Regions from separate parts of the Hordeum vulgare genome. Here region 2 is linked to region 1. Evidence: chromatin contacts called from public Hi-C data. All regions are on one chromosome and are shown on one strand. The core of a region is the stretch at or near the end of the contact, and the rest is flanking DNA. Distances in the headings are between cores, read along the strand shown.

Region 1 (3,357 bases), core at 348-2,847:
AGTACCTTTGATCCGGGAGGAAGCAACCCCCTCAGCGCCTCAAAGCTCTCGTTAAGCCTCTCCCGCCGTCTCCGCTCCGATATCATATGGTGCAGCTGGCTGCTCGTCGGGGCTGTGGGCGCCGCGGCCTCCTCGTCTTCCTCCCGCCACCGCTGCGTCGTCGCCCCCGCCCCCGCCCCCACCCCCGTGGTGCGCTCCTGGCCGTTGTTGTTGAGCGTGTGCATCCTCCTCAGGATAGAGATGACCATCTTGATCATCCGCTGCCCAGGCGCGTCGGACGCCCGCCGCGGCGCCCTTGGCGCCAGCGCCGCGTTGTATGCCCGGAACGCCGTCGTCGTCGAGCCACGGCGTGGCGACCGATGCGCGCGACGGTAGCCGAGGGGAGGCGTGGACGTGGTAGGAGGCATAGCCGACGAGGAGGAGGAGGAGGCGGAGATGACCGCGAGCATGGCCTGCGCCATCGCGACGTCGTCAGCCTCGGGGCTCGGGAAGTGGACGTGGCCGTGGACATGGGCAGGGCCGTGCGGGCTAAATGGCGCGGGATGCGGCGGACGGGGCGGGTGTAGAAGAGGCGCTGCCGTTAGTTCCCGGGGAGACGTCGTGGTGGACGATGACATGGCCATTGTGGGCAGCAGCGACGTCGAGCCGTCTGTCGGGCTGCCGACGGAGATGGACGGCATAGAGGAGGAGGACGACGACGGCCGCGTAGGCGGGAGTTGGAGCAGCTCCTCAAGCAGCGACTGCTGGAAGAAATTCTCCGAGAAGATCTGGTCGAGGCCGGCCTGAAGGTTCATCTGTCCCGCCGGCGTTGACATGCCGACTTCGATCTCGCCGCTTTCGCATCCCATGAAGGCCGCCACCTGCCGTGCGCATAAGCACCGCTCAGCATCTTTCAAATGTACGTATATGCATGCATACGACACTCAAGCGAGGTTGGTTGGGAATCAGGCGAACCTTAATGCCAGCTTCCTGGTAGAACTGCAGCTGCACCGGCGACGACGCCGAGGTCGCCAGGTCGTGCTCCGGCAGCTCCATGTATGCCCGGCCGTCCTCGTAAGCCCACCCTGGCACGCACCCGCTTACGGCCGCGCAGAGCGAACCCCGGTATGCGTCGAACAGAGCGCGCGCGCGGTCGACGTCACCACTGCCGCCATCGCGGAGCCATGCGTCCAGGCACAACAGCTGGCGGCGAGCTCTGCTCATGGTTGCATTGCGTGCATTCAGGCGTTGCATGTAAGAGACGACCCAACCGAAGCATCCAATAACTAATTGAAATCAAGGACGCACATGCATGCTTAATTAATTACCTGTTGGCGGCAGCGAAAGGAGGGGGAGGACGGCGGCCGCCGGCTGGGATCGGCCCCCAGACGCAGATGTAGGCGCAGGCGGGGACGCGCGACGCTGCTTGCTGGAGGATGCGCAGCCGGGATTCCTGGCCGAGCACAAAGAGCGTGTCCATCATATTCCCGAAGCAGCACGTCGAGAGATCGCCACCACGGAGTCCTCCATTGCCTCCCGACGTCGATGACCGATGATGGTTCGTTGTCACTGCTGTCGTAGACGTCTGATCCATGGGTATTATATATACAGTACGATGGAATCCATGGGGGGTGGCGATGCAAATGTGTATGCATGCATGTGTGGACGTGAGTGGAGGGAAAAGTATTAGTAGCAGTACCAGCTAGTAGTTGTAGTAGTATAGTGCGGTTGGGGAGGGAGCTGGTTTGGCTCCGGGAGAACGGATGGAGACATAGGACGGGGTGTTGAAAAGTATGAAGATGCTGGAAAGTCGTTCAAAGGTGGTGATGGGCTTCGAAGAGGGTCAAACTAGGGTGGCAACGAGGGACGGGGTTGCTGGATGGTTGATCTTTAGTTCACCTATAGTCCGATATTTTAAATTTGTCTCAAATCGCTGGAACAGACCTCCCTCCAGGACGGGATCATCACGGGATCGACGGCGTTCAAATCTTTTCTTCCCCATCACCGGTCGGGCGGAGTATGAGTCCCACCGGGATCGATGTGCCTGTCGTGGGAAGGAGAGGATAAGGGCCGCCGAGGCCCGACTCACTGTCGACATGGCGGCTAATGCGGCGGAGGGGACGTCCGCAAAAGAGGAAGACATCTGCGCCTGCATTGTGAAGAAGCGATGGCGAAGGAAAACGCGCGCCCTCGCCTGAAAACAAAACCAGACAGTCTGCGAAATGGCCGGACTGCCACCAAAGAAGGAGAAGGAGGACATCTTCGTCGAAGAGTAAATCGAGCTTGATCCGTACTGCATCTTTGATTGGTACTTCCACGAAAAGGAACAATGGTGTCGGGAAGGGCAAGGGTGGCCGGGGTGATCTTCTCCACGATAGCCAAGCCAAATTTTCATAGTCCGATGACATGTTATATGTAGTGGCCGTACAATGTAAGCAGTTACATGAGATTCTGTGGATTTAATAAAGATGTTCAATTATGAGAAGTAAAACTTAAGATATGCACGTCAATGTCTACGAATGCTCGTTGAGGGGTCGGATTTGCTAAATACGGCTCTAGATGCTCTTAGCTACTCTTCAATCGCGTGAAAAATGGTCGGTGGATTTTTCCTACTACCGCTTCATGTACGCGACGATCACTATAGCGTGCATGCAACATGCAGCCCATGAACGCAAGCTTGCTTAATCGGCGTGTGTATTTTTTTAGCAACTATCCGCGTGTGTATTAATCATTAGACGTCTCACATGCCGTCCATAATATCAAGTAAAACGTTTTAAATCAACCGACTCATTTCATCGGCGTGTAAATCGCCTTCTGTGCCGTGAGATCGCATTAAATCGCACGGCTTAGCTTGTCTTCGTTCGGACACGCGCAACCCCGACCAGGTGGCTTGGTCCATCCGCGAGTCGTTGCAGCTCGGCCCACAACATTGCAACTGCTCCTTCAGTTGCTCCCTTCTCCCCTCGTCCTCTGCCTGGTTCCAGCAATCGTCGGATGCAACGGTCAGCGCGGTAGCTAGGCAAAGGAGCGGCGTCGCCGGCGGGCAGGGAGGGAGTGAATACTCATGCATCGTTTTCACACTCCATGGCTGACGACGACCCAAAGGCGAGGTTCGTTTTCTAGATCTTGTTGTGGCGTGGTAGGAATCAGAGCATTTCGAGAGGGTGGAGGGTGGAGGACCTTGGTTAATTGTAGGATGGGTGGTTCTCGTGGATCTGAGTCATCTTTGTAGGAGGGATGGTTGCCGGGTTGGTGTTCGGCTCGTTGGCGATCTCGCCTCCTCGGTGGCTTCATGTCAAAAAATGGCTTCTACCGGGTGCTGCAACATCTTCTGGAGCTGTATTTTAGATGGTAGAGGAACCACCTAAAGAACTTGTA
Region 2 (2,977 bases), core at 346-2,845, 310 kb after region 1:
TAATATGGATGCATGCATCGATTGATGCAAAGGCCAGGAGCTCGCTTCCTCCTTCTAAAAAAATGTCTCACTATGTTTTCAAAAATAGCTAGTTATTGAAGATAAGCCTAAGAGATGATTCATTGTAGCTATATTTTTTATCATATCTAAATTAGATGCAAGATTTAAAATAAAACTATCATATCAACCATTGTATCTCTCCCTAATAATAAAGCACCGTGTGCTTCTGTCGACCGTCGTGGTTGTTTTGCACAAACCCCCCTAAAGTTTTCCGAAATCAGCCCGCAGTCCCGATTTAAGTGAATAACCAATCGTTTTTGTATTGTTTACAAATAACCCCCTGTGAGTTCCCGAAATCAACCCGCAGTACATAATTAGCTGAGAGAACGAAACGTTTTTTGGAGTTTTTGTAAAAAGCTCCTTCAGTTTTCACAAAATAAACCCGCAGTACATACTTGAGTAAAAAAAACAATCGTTTTCCGTATGTTTTCGAAAACACCCCTACAGTTTTCAATTAATTAATCTGTAGTTTCATTATAAGTGCAAAATACTTTAAAAATCATATCTTTTAAACGATAACTCCAATTTTACATTATTATATATGAAATTTTATTAGAAAAATATGTAGAATCTGAATATAATGTTAGTTTATCTATTTAATTTTTTAAAATTATGTTTATAATATAATTTTAATTCAATAGTGATGCGCACAACTAATATAATGTTATTTTATCTATTTAACAATTTTAAAAATATATTTATGCTGTAATTTTAATCAGTAGCGTATAATCCATTTTTTCATAACGAGGCCGGTCCATGTTGTTAATTAATCCGCGGTTCAATTATAATTAACAAATACTTTAAAAAATTATATCTTTTAAACTGTAACTCTAATTTTAAATTATTACATATGCACTTTCATTCAAAAAATGTGTTGAATCGAAATATAATGTTTCTTACCTATTTAATTTTAAATTTCTATTTATAATGTAATTTGAATATATAGTGATGCATACAATCTAAATATGATGTTATTTTACTTATTTAACAATTTTTAAATTTTATTTATGCAGTAAGTTTAAATAAAAATCTTAAATCATGATTATTAGGTTATAGCATGTTTGTACGGTTTGCTCCGTTATAACGCACGGGCTCTTTTGCTAGTATACTCTAATACTTCTTCAAGACTCTTTTATTTCTGAAACATCCGAGAATTGACACATGTTGACAGAGAAAACAAGAACACTTCACTTCTAATCGTACCATATAACGGTAGACTTGGTATAGCAACATAGGGGCGATCCGCGGTTATGTTTACCAGGTCCGGTCGAACACCCCGCAGCGGTTCCCCAGACCCAGAGTCAGATCCATGTGAACATGGGATCTCTACCAAAAGCAATTGGTGCACTTAAAGATACACTGAACAGTTGATCATCGCTTGCGGTTATACCGTACGGTTTGATTACTTTGCCCATTTGGGAGGTATGTGTTTATACGCGAAAGCAGAAGAACAAAAAATGGATTATACAAAAGGTTTATTTGCCCTCTGTCTCTTTCATTGTAGACGACAGAGCTCGTCACCCTGTGGATTGGACCCAGTCAAAAAGTCAATGTCGTGGTGGTAGGCCCGTCTAGTTTCGGCCATGCAACTCACTCTTGTATATATAAAGCTCGATGTTTGCTAAAAAAAAAAGATAAAGCTCGATGGTGTTGTTTATGGGATCTTTTATTCGGCTAACAGCATCTACAACCGAACCCCTTAAATTCAACCCATCAAATACCCGTGAACGCATTGTTTATGCACACTGATCGATTACGTCTTAAATAATGCATTCTATATTCGGCCATCTTAAATTTCATATTTTAAATCCATCCAAGCATGCAACTACTACGTTGATGCATTGTATACATCGTGTGGCTACTCCATCACTACTAATATGCCATCGAATTATCAAAATTTGGCATGTTTGGCTATGACGGAGATCATACACGTCTGCCTTTGTCCTTCCTGACGTCCTTGTCGTCCTTCTTGTGAAAGTACCGGTCGTAGACGTAGTACGGATCAGGGCGGATCTTCTCGTTGCTGAAGCTATCCTCGCCGCCGCTCACCTCCTTCTCCTCCGTCGGTGGCAGCCCGCCCATTTCACGGACCGCCTGATTCTGCTCACAGGAGAGGGCGCGCATGTTTCGTTGTTGTCGTTTTTTTCAAAATGCAGGTGTGGATGACTTCCCCCTCTACGAGCGCCCGCTTCGATGCATCAGTCGCCTCCGTCTCCGTCATTTCCTTCGTGAGATAAGCCTCGACGATCCTTATCCTCTCTTTCCCACGGCGGCAACCTGTTCCCAATGGGATCTCATCCGAGAGGAAGCGAGCACGTATGGGCCTACCCAATAGCGTGTCCTCGTCTTGTTTCTTAGTCAGTCATTCGCTGATGTGTTCCTTTTTTATTTGTTTGGTTTTCTTATTATTTTTCCGGTCTTCATTTTTTGGGCATTTTTTTATTTTCGTTTTTATTTGGTTTCTCTTTTATTTGTTCCATAGTTTTCATTGTATTTTTCTTTTCTTTTTTGTTTTGTCTTTCTTTCTTGGTTTTCAACAGTTTTCTGTTTTTCCTACTTCCATTGTCGGTTTTGACTCTGTTCCTTTTTTATGCATTTATTTGTTTGGTTTTATTTTCTCTTTCTTTTTTTATTTTTCAGTTTTCATGGTTTATTGTTTTATTTTCATTTTATTCTAAATTTTTTTGAATACATCAATAACTTTTTCAAATAAATATTTAACATTTCTTAAAGCACAAGTTTCACATTTATAAAACATGTTCACCCATTTTTCTATACACATTGTTAACATTTTTTAAATGCTTGATTATTCTTTTTAAATGCAAAATTAATATATATTTTTAATACATGGTCAATATTTTTACTATACACATCTTAACATTTTTAAATGCTTGATTAACATTTTCTAAATACAAGA

What was found. A called contact is a pair of places that touch in the nucleus more often than the background predicts.
Region 2: a Hi-C map of leaf shows a contact between it and region 1, with 4 times the contacts expected there. The contact joins the enhancer-like site here to the promoter of LOC123404017 in region 1. A contact is called at or near these places in 3 of 6 Hi-C or Micro-C datasets (leaf and seedling).

What each region holds. Positions count from the first base shown.
Region 1 is chr6H:203,613,423-203,616,779 of MorexV3_pseudomolecules_assembly, forward strand. LOC123404017 (putative transcription factor bHLH041) reads right to left here and starts at 1,598. Exons shown (of 5, transcript XM_045097925.1): 1 at 1,308-1,598; 2 at 955-1,195; 3 at 6-860. The coding sequence starts at 1,573.
Region 2 is chr6H:203,918,851-203,921,827 of MorexV3_pseudomolecules_assembly, forward strand. No RefSeq gene overlaps it. Among protein-coding and RNA genes, the nearest start is that of LOC123405944, 74 kb to the left of the region's middle. Within about 2 kb of position 1,596, at least 1 of the 3 cell types and tissues checked has open chromatin away from gene starts, as enhancers often do. A contact at or near this core is called in leaf, where this site is marked.